Linked DNA regions of Sus scrofa: region 1 is linked to region 2. A link is a contact called in public HiChIP or PLAC-seq data. All regions are on one chromosome and are shown on one strand. Each heading gives the region's core, a stretch centred on a gene start, on an enhancer-like site or on the middle of the called end of the contact. The rest is flanking DNA. Distances are from core to core; before and after follow the strand shown.

Evidence for each region. HiChIP or PLAC-seq counts read pairs in DNA pulled down with a chosen protein or histone mark.
Region 1: an H3K27ac HiChIP or PLAC-seq map of skeletal muscle shows a contact between it and region 2, with 2.0 times the contacts expected there. The contact joins two enhancer-like sites. A contact is called at or near these places in 4 of 47 Hi-C or Micro-C datasets (adipocytes, embryonic fibroblasts, fibroblasts and 1 more) and 1 of 2 datasets of contacts at active chromatin or transcription factors (skeletal muscle).

The regions. Positions count from the first base shown.
Region 1 is chr12:10,713,513-10,716,882 of Sscrofa11.1, reverse strand. No RefSeq gene overlaps it. Among named protein-coding and RNA genes, the nearest start is that of KCNJ16, 180 kb to the right of the region's middle. Within about 2 kb of position 1,737, at least 4 of the 83 cell types and tissues checked have an H3K27ac peak or open chromatin away from gene starts, as enhancers often do. A contact at or near this core is called in skeletal muscle, where this site is marked.
Region 2 is chr12:10,604,832-10,608,667 of Sscrofa11.1, reverse strand. No RefSeq gene overlaps it. Among named protein-coding and RNA genes, the nearest start is that of KCNJ16, 68 kb to the right of the region's middle. Within about 2 kb of position 2,172, at least 11 of the 83 cell types and tissues checked have an H3K27ac peak or open chromatin away from gene starts, as enhancers often do. A contact at or near this core is called in skeletal muscle, where this site is marked.

The DNA.
Region 1 (3,370 bases), core at 488-2,987, 110 kb before region 2:
TATCTACCAAAAAGAGAACAAAGAAACAACACAACCTGTTTAGGCAGTAGTGCACTTTGCCTGGGACGGAGAAGTAGTTGGTTTGGAAAACAGATGAATAAGGCTGCAGAGATGCTTCACACGTATTAGAGGGCTCTAGAAATGAGACAGTGCTTGGTCAGAACCTGACCCCAACCAATTCATTTTTCATTTTCACAAATGAGAAATTGAGGCTCCATATCATGGTGAATTTCCCAAGACTGCACAGCAGACAAATGGCAGCCATGGCTTATATGACTGGCGCAACAGTACCACAGGCTGATTTTTCTTCCCTTTTACCCATTTCATGTGAAATGCCTCAGAGCAATAATCAGCCTCATTATGTACTTTGTCCATGACAAGTACTGAATAAATGTCTCTTACGTGACCCGCGAGGAATGCCGTCAGAACTGATGTGAAGAGACACACTCTCATTTACACAAACTGCTCCAGTGCTGGCAGAAAAGCATTTTGCTCTTTAAAGCATGTTCCCCCTCTCCTTTCAAATGGATAGCCCTTGTATTTTCAGTAGGCATAGTGAAATGGAAACTTCCCACCTATATTCCAGGAACTCCAGGGGAGCACAGAAACTGTCTTTCGAGATGCTGTTTGGGGGGGTGGGTGTGAAGAGCGCATGTGGGAGAAGCTAAGTAGGTAGGAATTCCTCTCACTCATGTTTGTTTCAGAAGAACAGCCTCACTGCTTCACATTGGATTTCTGAGTAGCATTTAGGGGGAAAAAAGTTTTATGTTAAAATAATAAAGTTTTGAGAAGAACTGGATTAGTGGGACAGTAATATCTTTGAAGTCAGAGATCCTGCAGCCCAATGATCAGTATGACTTTGGGTGAGGCTTAACCTCTCTATTGAAGAGTGTAGATCATAACATCAACATACCCAGGCTTTTGTGGGGATTGAAAGGTAAGAGGTAATGCTCTGAGCACTATGCCTGGCACATGGGAGGTGTTATTTTTAATGGTAACTGCAGGTCTTCCATGAATATCACCAAAGCGTAAAGCATTGGTCTCCAAACAGTAGCTCTATAAACCAGCTCCACCCACCTTGTCATTCTTTTCTTTTTTTCTTTTTTCCTATTTTTTTTTTTTTTTTTTTTTTTGCACGACTGCCACATTTGGAAGTTCCTGGGCCAGAGATCAAACCTGTACCACAGTAAGATCAGATCCTTAGCCCGCTGCACCACAAGGAAACTCCTCAGTTTTTAAAGGTAACGTTTAGTAGTGTGTTAACGTCTAGACTGAATTAATGGAGACTTTCAATCCCAATTTGAGAAAATAATAGCAACGATAATTAATTTATCATTTGGCTTTTAGTGGCTTTTCACCTTTTAAACAAACCAGCAGGGCCAAAGGGCGTACAGTCCTCTCTTCATTTTACAGATTAAGAAATAGAAGCCCAAGGAGTGACAAGACCCATTCATGAAAGTTACTCTCAGTCTCTCTCCTTTTTCCTCCCTCTGGGTTTCTTGGTTCCAAAGCTGGACTCATTTTCTTATATAGAGAGTCCATCTCACTCATTTCTCTGACTAAGCGTGACCCAAGAAGTATTTAAATAAATGTCAGTTCCAATTCCACCCACTCCAGCATAACCTATGAGGCTTCCTTGTTCCATTTTCCCTTTTGGATGACCTGGATTTCCCCCCGAGCTGTACTTCTCCCTACTGCAGCAGTTCCTCTGTTCCATTAATAGGGCTTCTGCACCTGCTGCCACACCAGGGTTTCCTACATGTTAACAGTATCCTCCGATTTCATCTTGCAGCTCTGGTGCAGATCCCCTCCCTAAAATGAAACTGAACATTATGCTAATTTTGGATTTAGTCATTTTCCCACAGAGTTGCTTTCCTTCTGTCCTCCTGCTTCTCTATCCATCCCTTTCCTTCCCTCCCCATCCACTGACACCTGCCGAGCTTTAGAACTCTTTTCCTTTTGTTTTGTGGGCTACTACCCAGCCATGCCTCACTGTGCAGTATCGAACATGTTCACATATCGATCTTGGCAGGGGGACCAAACCAGAGCACACAATCAGAGTTCTCATTATTCTTAACCCAAGGAAAGGTGATTGTTAATAAAATTGGCAGCAGCAAGGGCCCATGTGATTTACTTGTTTATTAAATCAAGATTGATTGGAAGACTATATCTCACAGGCAGCCTTTTATGCACTAGGCAGATAATGACAAATGATGTGTAAAAAACAGTGTAATTGAAGGCAAAAACATTCCTTTGAGAAGGATTTTAGATGAAATTCAGAGTAGTTATTTATAAACATGGAGAGCAAATACTGAAGGGGAAGGGGAATGAGGCATTTTAGCAAAATATTTTTTCCGGGAAAGAGCAGAGAAAGGACACACAGAGAAGGTTAGCTGAGGCAGTTCCATGCGAGGGAAGTAACAGAAATGAGGCAGGGTTATGAAGAACTTTGAAAGGGTGGAAACTTGGACCTCCCCAAATGGGGAGGGATTGGTAGGGTGATGCGGTTAGAACTGAAGTTTGGAATCAACACTGGCAAAGAATTTACTCATGGCATGTTGGGAAAGATGGATGAAAGAATGAGTGAGATGAAAGCAAGGGAAATTGAGTCATAGTCCCCCATTCCAAGTATTCACTGCTGAGGGGAACAGAGCAAACAGCAGAGCTCAAAAAGAACTCATGACTGGATATACTCAATGAGAGTGAAACCCCTTTCTTCCAGTTCCTCTTTGAAAATATAAACAACATGCAAATTCAAATAAAAAAATTCTCCCTGTGTCACATTGAGAAACTCTCTGTTTCTTTTGTTGTCGTGACTCACTTTGGGACTATTCTTATAAGAATGCAGCTTGTAGGGATGGGCAGACCTGTTGGGGGAAAAACAGAACTTCTCTGGAATGTTTGTCCATTCTTTTAAAAAAGACTCTCTATTAGCTTAGATTTGAAGGGGGAAAAGTCTCAGATATCGTAGCCCAGCCAGGGTGAAGTACTTGGAACGTCTTGAAATAGCCCTTAAAGAAGCAATAGAGGATGCTTAATGACTTACAGCACCTTTCTTAACTTGAATCTTACCCAAAAAAGTGCAGAGAGACAGTCCAACTTGGAAAGGGGTGGGGTGAGAGCCGGCCTCAGTCAGTTAGTGTTCGCACAGGAATGATGAAAGATTGGACAGTTCAGGGTGTATTTTAGTTAGGGAGTGGGAAAGAAGGAGATGAGCAAAGCAAGTGGAAATAGCTCAAGTCAAATCAAATCCTGTGCTTCAAGCAAAATACCTTAGTGGTACAAAGCGTCTGCTTGAGAGGTTCCATGTGTAAGTTTGGGGCTAGTACCTCTACAATGAGTTCTCTTTCACAAACCTAAGATCCACGTT
Region 2 (3,836 bases), core at 923-3,422:
GATGGAGCCACCTGGAAGAAACAGAGAATGGGGATAAGACAGTTTTTCTTCCAAAAGCCATGCAGATCAGATAGTAAAACAGCAGCTCCTGACTTTACATGGGTTGCAATTAGCTTCTGATACGTGCTTTCTAGGAATTCTGTTCCTTTTGTAGTGTAGTGGTGTAGGACTTGGCAGTAATCACAACATGCTGAATTATGATATTTACCTTTCTCCGGATATATGCCTTTTATCTTTTCATGGCTAACACCCAGTTGGTCTCATTTTATGGGCACTCCATAATCAAGTATCACACAGTGGCTGCCTGTAAGCCACCCATCGCCCTCAGGCTGGTTTAGCCTGCAAAGTATTTGAATTTGAATAAGCCATTGTATTCATTTTCTAATGCTTCTAACAAATTGCCATACACTCAGAAGCTTAAAACCAGGCAACTACATTACCTCACAGTTTCCGAGAGTCGGGAGTCTAGGCATGGCTTCGTAGAGTCCTCTGCCCAGGATCTCATCAGGCTGCAACGAAGGAGTCAGCCAGGCTGTGTTCTCATCCGGAGGCTTCAGTGGGGAAAAGGTCACTTCCGCTAAGTATGTTCAGGTTGTTGGCAGGGTTCCTTTCCTTATAGCTGTGCAACCTAGAATTCAGGTTCCTGAGACCTTGGTTCCAGGGACTTCTCCAACATGGGCACATCCTTGGTTAAGCCACCAGGCCATCTCATCTCAGAGAGAGGTCCGTCCTCATTGAGGGACTTTTCGCCTGATTAATCCAGGCCCACCCACCATCCTCTGCTTTTTGATCAATTCAAAACCAACTGGTTTGGGGCCTTAATGGAATCCGAAAAATGGCTTCACCTTTGTTATACTCTGTTGGCAAGAAGCAAGTCACAGGTTCTACCCACCAACAGGGCGAGGGGAATCACAGAGGGCTATGAACACAGACAGCAGGAATCATGGAGGCTACCAGCAGGATCTGCCCGCCACAGTTGTCCACGTCTACACATTAGCATCATTGTACATAAGGATTTTTAGGGGAGTTCTTTTGAATCATAATATCTAATGATACTGGAGCTGCACTCCTATGCAGCAACAGCCAGCAGGGTGGACTGTCCACAGCCCCTTTCACTCAGGACATGCCCTCCTGAGTTTACATTAGCCTGTCTTCTACCTCTTTCTATTGTCTTTACTCACTCGTGCTACCTGCTTCACCTCTGTGGCCACTTAAGGTTACCAGCCCCACAGTAAACCTTTGCTAAAGTTGTTTCAGTATAGCGGTTGTATGTCTATTTTTGTTGCTTCTGCCTATGTTTTCAGGAAGTCGTAGTGGTGTTCCGCATTAAGAGAGTATTGGAGATTACTTCTTTTACAGAAAAGGGGTAAAAAAATGTCTAAAAAGACTCTTTGAGAGGATAGAAATGGAGGGGGAAAAAGGGATAAGAAACACTGTTTTCGGGGAAGAAGAGCAGGCAGACCATGTCATTTGCTGCCCAGTGCAGCATGAAAATGTGGGGCAATGTATCGAAGATTTCAAACGGTGGCCGCCACAGAGCATTAAATCCGGGATGGACCAAGGATGGAGCCCTTTTAAGCGTAAGGCCCTGTCCAACGACCCAGCTCACACTGATGAAGCCAGCCCTGGAGAAGAGCCTTTGGTGGCAGCTCCTGTGACTGTTCTGAGGGATGTCACAGTAGATCTCCTGCTCATTGATCCCCCTCATGCAACGCCTCATAATTAAGACGCCTCTTATCCCCAGGCTGGCGGAGGTTTGCTGAGCTGACTTATTCTTCATGATTAGAGGCAAACTCTGCTAATGTCCTGCTTAAAAAAAAAACAAAAACAAAAAAAAATTGAAGAGGTAGAGGAACAATGAGTATTTCTGTCATTTTGATTTCTCCATTTTGTCTGTGAATTTGGCCTTCTTTTTGTCTTCCCCAAAGCATGCAAGTTTTGTTGAAATTTCATCAGATCCCTTCTGGTGAAAGTGGGGAACATGGGGGAAAAAAGGTTATTTCTCAAGGAGGATGGAGACCTCCGCTTCCTCCCTCTTTGGCCCCGCTCGGGAGTTTCTGGTGCTGCCTGACCGGGAGCTCTGGCAGAGGAAATGACCTAAGCCTGCTCCGCGGCTTACTCAGGGGCCTGTGCGGCACTGCCCAGCGGGGCCGGTGGTGACCTCTCTCTCTTCCCTTTCTCCTGCCAGCTCCCAAAAATAACCCAGTGGGAACAACCCAGCAGCTTCTCCCTCAAGGCCTGCAAATCAAAGCTCTGATTAGGTCAAAGGATGGGAAATGTGCAGAGCTGCCCGGGGGGCGCTCGATGCCAAGGGCTTAGAAGCCTTCCTGTTCCCTCAGAGGTTGGCCTGGAGCCACGAGACTGACTTCAGTCCGGGCACCTTTACCCATCTGTCCGTGTCCTTGAACTTGCTGCGGAGAAGCAGCTGGGTTGTTCCTGGATTCCAGAAGTCCAGGGATGATCACCGTCCAGCCTATGTTTGCCAGATGCCTGACCAAGGAAAGCCCAGCCTTGCTGGGGATGCCTCTCCTGCTGGGGCCCTGCTTTCTGTGACGTCAAAGGAGGCCACCACAGAAGCCACTTATTCATGTCTGATGGGGACTCTGAGAGCAGCAGCTAGCATCACCATGATGCCACCTGACAGCATGGATTAAGAGCACATGAAATAGGAGTTCAGATGGTGCCGTATGTTAAAGATCTGACGTTGTCATGGCAGTGGTTTGGCTTGCCACTCTGGCTCAGATCCCTGGCCCGGGAACTTCCACATGCCATGGGCGTGGCCAAAAAAAGAGCATGAAATAGTCTTTGCTCATAGCTAAAGACTTTTTTTTTTTTTTTTTTTTTTTTTTTTGTAGGCATTGAGGAGATGAGATAGAGCAGAATGGGGAGGGGTGGTGGTTGGGAAGCATCATAGCAAAGGCTCCGTCACAGAGAGGAGCACACTGTCAAACTGTAGCCCAGTGGCAAGCTGACCTCCACCGAGGTTTGTGAGTACAATTTTGTTGAGATGCTTTTTCTCTTACACATTCTCTAGGGCTGCTTTTGTGCTGCCACGGCAGAGCTGAATAGTTGGGACAGTCTATGGTCTGCAAACCCTAGCACATTAAATCCTCTTGCCTTTTACAGAAAAAGTGTGCCAATTCCTGCCCTAGGATAATGACCACACGTCCAGCGCTTGCTATGCTTGTGTACAATGCATGTCGTCTCTCACGGTGGTCTCACAGCACCAGCTCAGGGAGGGTACTCTTCTCCCCATCGGACAGCTGGGGAAGGCGAGGGACAGCTGCGCTCACACAGATGCACATGGTAAATGACGGCCTGGGGTGTGAACCCACATCTGTCTGACACCATGGACTTCTTTTTAGCACCCTGTGTTGCCCCATAGCCACCTACCGCTTGGTGTGTTGGTTTGAGTCACTGGTAGAAAATTCCAGTATCTTCAGGGGCCATGCAGGGCACTGCTGTAAGCGAGAGGGAGTGGTGTGTGTGTGGCCAAGCTGGAAAGCACAAGCCCAGCCTAAAGGCATTCAAACATGAATTGTTTTTATAAAGCTCCCAGGGCCAAACAAAACATGGCAGCAGGCCTTATTAGGCCAGCAGGTCCCTGGTTTGCGACCTTTGGACAGAGCCTGCATCAGCTTGGGCAAGAGGACTCATGATATGCTCAGAAAGGAAACCAGAGAGCCTGTTTGTCTCACCCGCCCGCTCTGGTTCACTTCTTTGGGAACATCCCAGCCGGCTGAACAGGGGAATGGTGGCCTTTGGGCCAGGCAGGCCTAGTTTTCCATCCCAGCTCTACCACGAGTTATGGTATAACTTGGAGTCAATAAACGAAC